Regions from separate parts of the Mus musculus genome. Here region 1 is linked to region 2. A link is a contact called in public Hi-C data. All regions are on one chromosome and are shown on one strand. The core of a region is the stretch at or near the end of the contact, and the rest is flanking DNA. Distances in the headings are between cores, read along the strand shown.

Region 1 (3,507 bases), core at 201-2,700, 160 kb before region 2:
AAGAAAGAAAGAAAGAAAGAAAGAAAGAAAGAAAGAAAGAGCCAGATGTGGTGCTGTATTCCTTCAATCCCAGTACTCAGGAGGCAGAGGAAGGTGAATCTCTGTGAGTTTGAGACCAGCCTTGCCTATATAACAAGTTCTAGGTCCACACAGAAAGACCTTGTCTCAAGGAGGGGAACAGAAGCTGGAGAGATGGTTCTCTTAGGTTAAGAGTGCTTGTTGTTTGACGCTCTTGTAAAAGACCTGAATTTGGTTCCCAGCACCCATCCATATCAGGCTGCTCAGAACCCAGCTCCAGGGGATCCAGTGCCCTCTTCTGGCCTCCCCAGGTATTGCATTTACGTGACATCATTAACAATTTAAAAAGAGAGAAAAAAATAGGTAAAGGAATTTGCTGTGAAGCTGGAGTGTGGTACTTGACCCACGGAGAGAACTGACTTCTGCATGCACACACACCATACATAACAAATAAATGTATGTAAGCGAATGAATTTTTTAATCTTCCCCCAAAAGGGAAGAAGCTGGGCACGGTGGTTCATGCCTGCAATTCTGATGCTTGAGGGATGGAGGCGGGAGGAACAGTTCTCCTCCTGCTATTCCGGGCTACACGGGCTACACGAGACTGTCTCAAAACCAACATAAAACCTCAATTAACAACAACAGTCCAGGGGCTGGTGAGATGGCTCAGTGGGTAAGAGCACTGACTGCTCTTCCAAAGGTCCTCAGTTCAAATCCCAGCAACCACATGGTGGCTCACAACCATCCGTAATGAGATCTGACGCCCTCTTCTGGTGTGTCTGAAGACAGCTACAGTGTACTTATGTATAATAATAAATAAATCTTTGGGCCAGAGCGAGCAGAGTTCCTAAAATTCAATTCCCAACAACCACGTAAAGGCTTACAATCATCTGTACAGCTACAGTGTGCTCATATCCATAAGATAAATAAATATTAAAGAATATAATCCAAAAAACATTTTAAAAGTTAAAATCAGAAATGTGTACAGGGAGCCGAGTCTCCTCCACCCACGAGGGGAAAGCATTTTGGATGATGGGATGCAGATATGGAGCCTTGGGAGGGGATGTCGTGTATGTGTGTGGGGGTGGGGGGGTGGGGGGGCTGTGTACAGCACTCATGATGCTGGTTTTCTTTCAGGGAGAGCCAATGGCAGGGTGCCCCGTCCTCAGGGTCCCCACGCTGTTCCTGATCCTCCTGCTGTTTCCAGAGCTCCACACGGCAGGCACCCTTGCATCTGGATCCTCTGCCCGGAACCTGCCGGAGACCCACTCCCACCTCCCCAGCTCTGCACTGTGGGTGTCCCAGGCAAGCCATCATGGCCGTCGGGGCCTGGGGAAGAAAGACAGGGGCCCAGGAAGGCCTAGCCGGGCCCAGGAGGGGGCTGTGGTCACTGCTACCAAGCAGGCTTCCCAGATGACACTCGGACAGCCCCCTGCTGGCCTTCTGCAGAATAAGGAGCTGCTTCTGGGGCTGACTTTGCCCTACCCCGAGAAGGAGGCCCGGTCTCCCGCTTGGGAGAGGGTGAAGAAACGTGGCAGAGAACACAAGAGACGCAGGGACCGTCTGCGACTGCACCGAGGTAGCTGGAGACCTGGGGGGAGGAGGGAACTACACGGGAGAAGGCTCTAATCCAGTGCCAAGAGCAGGAAGTGGTCGTAAAGTCTGCGTGTTAAGCCCCCGCGCCCCGAAGAGACCATTCAGAGGTCTCCACCTAGGGCAGAAGGGGTACCCAGAAGAGGGGAGGCATCTTCCTGAAGTCAGAGTGGCCTGGCAGGCAGGGAAAGGCTAAGGGAGAGACCTGGGAGAGAGACAGGGGTGAAAGAGAGGAAACTGACATAGAAGTTCTGCTCCCTTAGGCAATCAGTCACCTTGCATCTGACCTAAATCCACCCTACTCACAGCTTCCCTGCGTACAGACAGAACGGCTGGAGTCTTCCTCCTAGCACATCCTTTAGTGAGCTCTGGAGCAGAGTCTGGGTGGAGAGCTTGCGCTCTAAAGCCAGATCTGCTGAGACCCGTGTCTGACTCCGCTACTAGCGAGTTTGTGCCTTGAGCGAGTCCCCTTCCTAAGCCTCGCTTTGTCCTGCTGCAAAGATGCCACCCAACCTTAGTGCAAGAGGGAGCTGATGCTCACAAAGCCTAGGGAAACTGCTACTAAACCCTTGGCTCCCCAGTCGGCATCCTCCAACCCTGAACACCAGCGACACCGTGTGGCGATCACTGGGAGATGCGGCACAAAGCAGGAGAGAGGTTGACTTGGGATGGGGAATGCAGGACGTCCAGCCTGCAGTTGCTTGGTTGTGAGACAAAGCATCATAGAAGAAGCCTAGAACTGACACCTCATGGTGCCCAGCGGCCCAGAGAAGGAGGAGGAAGAGAGAGAAAGACAGATAGACACAGAGAGGAGGGATGAGAGAGGAGAAGGGGGAGGAAGGAAGAGACAGCGCAGGAACATCTGGGTCCCCATATCTCCTTCAAAGACACCCTGATGACTCAAGTTTCCTCTGCTAGGCCTCATCTCCCAGAGGGCCCTACTGTTTCCATGGAGAGCCACTGGCTGGAGAGCCAAGTTTTTCTTTGTTTTTGTTTTTTTTTAAGATTTATTTTTATTTTTAATTATGTGTATGTGTGTGTGGAGGTGGGGTGGTGTATGTGTATGTGAGTATGGGTGCCACCAGAGGCCACAGTCATCAGACCCCCAGGAGCTGGAGTTAAACAAAGTTGTGAGCCGCCTGACATGGGTGCTAGGAATTGAACTCAGGCCCTCTGCAAGAGCAGGACGTCTCTTAACTGCTGCATCATCTCTCCAGCCCCAAGACCAAGCCCTGGGTCCTCGGGCGCATCAAAGACATAAACTTCAGTGTCCTGAGAGAGAGAAGTCACCGTCCCATGTCTGCCTGTGTTCAACCTTCCTTAACACACTCTCTGCCTCCATTCCCTGTGCTCCTGCGGTCACCCAGGCCCAAACGAACAGTCTCCAGCAAACCTGAGACTCACCAGCCAGCGGGCCTCTGCCCAGCCTCACCTGGCCCTGAGCCTGCACAGGCCACCTGTGACTGCCTGTAGGGGCAGAACAACAACGCCACAGATGGGTTGGTGGGGTTCACAGGGTATTATTTCTCTAAGAAGAAACTGGAGCAGCCTCAGCCTGCTTCTCCTGTGGATAGCAACAGGAGTGGAGTAGGGCAGGAACTGCCTCCCTGCCAGGTCGACTGAGACCCCTACGTGGCAACACATGCCCTCCCATTCTCGAGATCCCCTCTGCCAGTTTAGAAGATGTTGATGCCTTGAGGACTCACATGGGGCCCATAGTTTCCACGAAGTGATGGCTTCAGTGAAACGGCAGGGATGTCCTGAGGGATGGTGACATGGTGGCAGAGGGCAGGTGAAGTCCACAGGCCAGGCCAGGCCAGTTTATCAGCATTTGGGAAACCTCAGATTGACTGGGGTTCATTTCTGCAACTCCTCCAGCCTCTGTCCTGGTCCCAT
Region 2 (4,014 bases), core at 1,002-3,501:
ACTGGGCCTTGCAGGTTCTTCTTCTGCAGTCAGAGGTCAAACCCCACTTGGAAGGGCTCCCCAGTGGGCAGTGAAGCACCCTCCTGGGGCCTCTCCAGCAGGGCTCCTGCCTTGCCACCCGGGAGACTGACCAGAGGGTCATGATAAGCAGAGTAGGGAAAGACAGAGTGGAAGGGGGTGAGAGGAGAGGTCAGATTCCCATCCCTGCTGGTCCACTCTACTTTACCAGAGGAAAGCATGGTTCTGGGCTTTAGGAAGCTCCTTTATTTCAAACCACTGGCTTTTGACACCCAGGACAGACCTTGTAGTTTATTCTTGGAGAGGATAATGGCTCTTCTGTAAGAAGTCAGGGCCCAGCAGATCCACAAGTGCTTCCCAGTCTCCTGAGCTGGCTCTCAGCACCAGGAGAGTTGGAGAAAGCAAGCGAACACTGAAGTAGAGAGGTCAGAAGGGAATCATGGCAAGGGTAGAGCCTAGCTCTAGGGGACTGCAGCTCAAACACGCCCACATCCAGGGATCCTGCAGCGAGTGATGCCAACCAGTGGCAGATAGCACCTCAGAGCCAGCTGGGGGTATTGCAGGCATAGCAGAACACTGGGGCCCAAAGTGCTCAGAGGGCAGGAGGAGTATCTCTCAGGGGAATGGGACCGTTTTGCCAGATACAGCAGTAGAACAAAGGTATTATGGAACGCTTAAAATGGTTTTCTGGAAAACTCTGATTTTGAAATGATACTAAAAGGTTGAGGTCTGGGTGTGGCTCCACGGGAGAGCATTTAACTTAGCACACAAGGACTCAGGTTCCCTCTTCATCACTAGAAGGATGACAGCAAGAACAGAAATGTAAATGTTAAGTTTTCTAAATAAACATGTCTGCAACCGTGCCCAGCTGTGGTGAGAGATGGGAGGCAGCCCAAATGAATGTTATGCCTTTCTTGTTTAAAAAGGATATTGTCAGGCTGGAGATATGGCTCAGCGGTTAAGAGTACTGACTGCTCTTCCAGAGGTCCTGAGTTCAATTCCCAGCAACCATATGGTGGCTCACAACCATCTGTAATGGGATCTAATGTCCTTTTCTGGTGTGTCTGAAAAGAGCTATGGTGTAGTCATGTGTGATATATATATATATATATATATATATATATTTTTTAAGTACAATGTCTTGGGCATGGGCTATGGCACAGTTAATAGAGCGCTTGCTTAGTGTGCATGACTGCACTGAGTTCAGTCCCCAACTCTACACAAGCCAGGCATGGTGGTGCAAACTTGTAACCCATGACTTAATAGGTGGAAACAGGAGGACTGGAAGTTCAAGGTTTTTCTCAACTACACAGCAAGTTTAAGACCAACCTGGTATACAGGAGACCACGCCCTTATCCCTCAAAGACCCTATATTGTCTTTCCTGTCTATCTTGTAAGCCATCCTGGCCAGGTCAGACTCACCCATCTAACTAGATGGAATCCATCTAACCAGACTAGGAAAACTGAGGCCCCACTAAGTGAAGTACTTGGGAAGTGCCATGCAGCATCAGTAGAATTGAGGCTTAAGCTGTCTTTTATTCCAAAATGGGTGCTCTCTCCCATCTACCATGCCAAAAACTATGGGGCAAGGAGAGGAAGGGTTGGTCAACAGCGCCAAGACCTACTTTTCCGAGGAGTGCTGACCCATGCCCATCATCCTTGCTCCCTGCTCTCAGCATCCTCACAAAAGCTCAGAGTGGAGATCAAGTGTCTGAGGTGCTGATGGGGCTCGTGACAGACCCATCTCTGTAGCTCTGTAGATGGTCCTCACCCTGTGGGGCTGTTGTGGAATGCAGAAAGGAATGGCCAGCAGTGTCGATGATGGATAGATTCCAGTGTCCAAGCTGAGACTGTCTGCCTCTGAGATCATACCCCATTCACAAGCTTCCCGTGGCCCCTCACCCCATCCCTGAGCCTCCTCACCTTCTAAACCACAGTCTCACCACTGCCCCTAGGGTCCTGAGACATGGGACTTCCCACAGAGGAAGGACAGCTCAGAGGCCTCCAATCAGATCCCCCCCCCCACAATAAGCTGGCTTGCTGCAGGCTCTGGGAGCCAAATGGACCCCTTAATGTAGCCCCCAAAAGAAGCTCACTGGAACCAAACACAGCCTTTGCCCATTTGGCAGTGGGCTGGGGCAGGATCTCACTTCCGCCTACCCAGGAAGCTGTGGGACAACTAACTGTTCAGTGTCATCCAGAGGGGGAACTGGTCATGTTACCCAGGTAAGGAAAAGGCCTTCAGCGCCACCTGCTGGAGATAGAGTAGCAGCATTCTATAGGGGACATCCCAAGGATATGAGACAGAGGCAAGATTTGAGTAGGGACAAGGAGGGGATGAAGGGCCTCTCTGGAGGCCTACACTTGACTACAAATAGGCATAAGCATCCTTCTTGTAGTAACATCAGGAATTCGAAGCTGGGAAGCTCAAAGCCTGAGCCTGGCCTTACAAGGATGGGTGGGTGGGTGGGTGGATGCATGGATGGATGGACAGATGGACAGATGGACTAGTCTCCTCATCTGTGGTATGGGCTGATAACAGCACAGACCCATGGGGTCAGATTGCTCAGGTATCACAAGCCAGATAACAGCCAATGTTAGTTCTCTCTGGAGACTGGGCTGTGTGCTTGTTGCAGTAATTTTAAATTTTATGTTTATTTTATTTTTCATGTATATGAGCGTTTTGCCTGCCCATATGCATCAGGCACATGCCTGGTGCCTGTGGAGATAAGAGAGGATGTAGGATTTCCTAGATGTGGAGTTATGGACAGTTGTGAGCCACCATGTGGCAGTAAAGAGCACTGACTGTTCTTCCAGAGGACCTGAGTTCAATTCCCAGCAACCACGTGGTGGCTCATCACTGTAACTCCAGTCCCAAGGGATCTGACATGTTCTTCTGGCCTCAGGACACATACATGTATGCGCAGGCACACATGAAGGTAGAACATGCATACATATAAAACAAATAAATACAAAAAAAATAAATCTTTGGTGGAAGTATATATAAGCTTAGATCACATGGCTTGTTTTAAATATGTCAGTAAATGTATTAGGCTAAGACTACAGGGGATCATGGCAGCCATGGGCCACAATCATCTACATCCATAGACTTTTTTATTATACAAAATATTAGAGGCTGAGGATATATCTCAGTTGGTAGAGAGTTTATCCAGCATGTGGGAAGCCTGTGTCCTAGCTTCACTTCTGTTACCGTGAAAAGATACTTTGACAAAAATCACGTTGGTGGAGAAAGAGCTAGTCTTAGCTGACAGTTCCAGCTTGCAGCCCAATGTTCCAGGGACATCAGGAACGGTGAACCCCATCACATCCACAGTCCAGAGCAGAAAGAAATGGAGGCATGCACCCTCAGCTCCCTTCTTCTGTACATACAACTCAGGGCCTCAAACTATGGAATCATGCCCCTCCCCACTTTCAAGCTCTGTCCTCCCACATCAGTTAAGGAAGTCAAGACTGTCCCCTGCAGATGTGCCCACAGGCCAACCTGATCTAGACCATACCTCACTGAAAATCTTTCCCCCGAGTGAGTCTAGGTTGTGTCAAGTTAGTTTAGTTAACAACTAGCAAACATATCCTGGAACTGGAGACCACCAAGTACAACCTCCTCGCTTCATATGACAGGAGAACTTCGACTTCCTACAGAAGACTCGGGTTCGATTCCGTGCACCCACATTATGGCTTACAACCATCCATAACCCATAATCCCAGTTCCAGGGTCTGACACCCTTTTCTGGACCCTGCAGACAGTGGGCATGTATGTGATGCATAGATATGCATGCAGGCAAACACCCATACATGCCTGGTGGTGGTGGCACAAACCTTTACTACCAGCAGTGGGAGGCAGAGACAGGTGGATCTCTGAAGTAAAAATTTCTGGTTTCTTTGGAGACACAGTTGTGTCATGCGATGTTTTTCTAGAAACTGTCTTATGAGAGGATGTTTTGCTGAGAACAGACCCATAGTGGTTTTTTTTTTCTG

The links. A called contact is a pair of places that touch in the nucleus more often than the background predicts.
Region 1: a Hi-C map of the N1E-115 cell line shows a contact between it and region 2, with 7 times the contacts expected there. The contact joins two enhancer-like sites. A contact is called at or near these places in 1 of 15 datasets of contacts at CTCF or cohesin (embryonic stem cells), 9 of 484 Hi-C or Micro-C datasets (B cells, the G1E-ER4 cell line, the N1E-115 cell line and 2 more), 2 of 115 datasets of contacts at active chromatin or transcription factors (embryonic stem cells and microglia) and 1 of 9 other capture datasets (embryonic stem cells).

What each region holds. Positions count from the first base shown.
Region 1 is chr4:148,113,649-148,117,155 of GRCm38.p6, reverse strand. Draxin (dorsal inhibitory axon guidance protein) reads left to right here. Exons shown (of 7, transcript NM_027426.3): 2 at 1,156-1,597. The coding sequence starts at 1,165. Among named protein-coding and RNA genes, the nearest start is that of Draxin, 15 kb to the left of the region's middle. Within about 2 kb of position 1,450, at least 51 of the 459 cell types and tissues checked have an H3K27ac peak or open chromatin away from gene starts, as enhancers often do. A contact at or near this core is called in the N1E-115 cell line, where this site is marked.
Region 2 is chr4:147,958,613-147,962,626 of GRCm38.p6, reverse strand. No RefSeq gene overlaps it. Among named protein-coding and RNA genes, the nearest start is that of 2510039O18Rik, 20 kb to the right of the region's middle. Within about 2 kb of position 2,251, at least 14 of the 459 cell types and tissues checked have an H3K27ac peak or open chromatin away from gene starts, as enhancers often do. A contact at or near this core is called in the N1E-115 cell line, where this site is marked.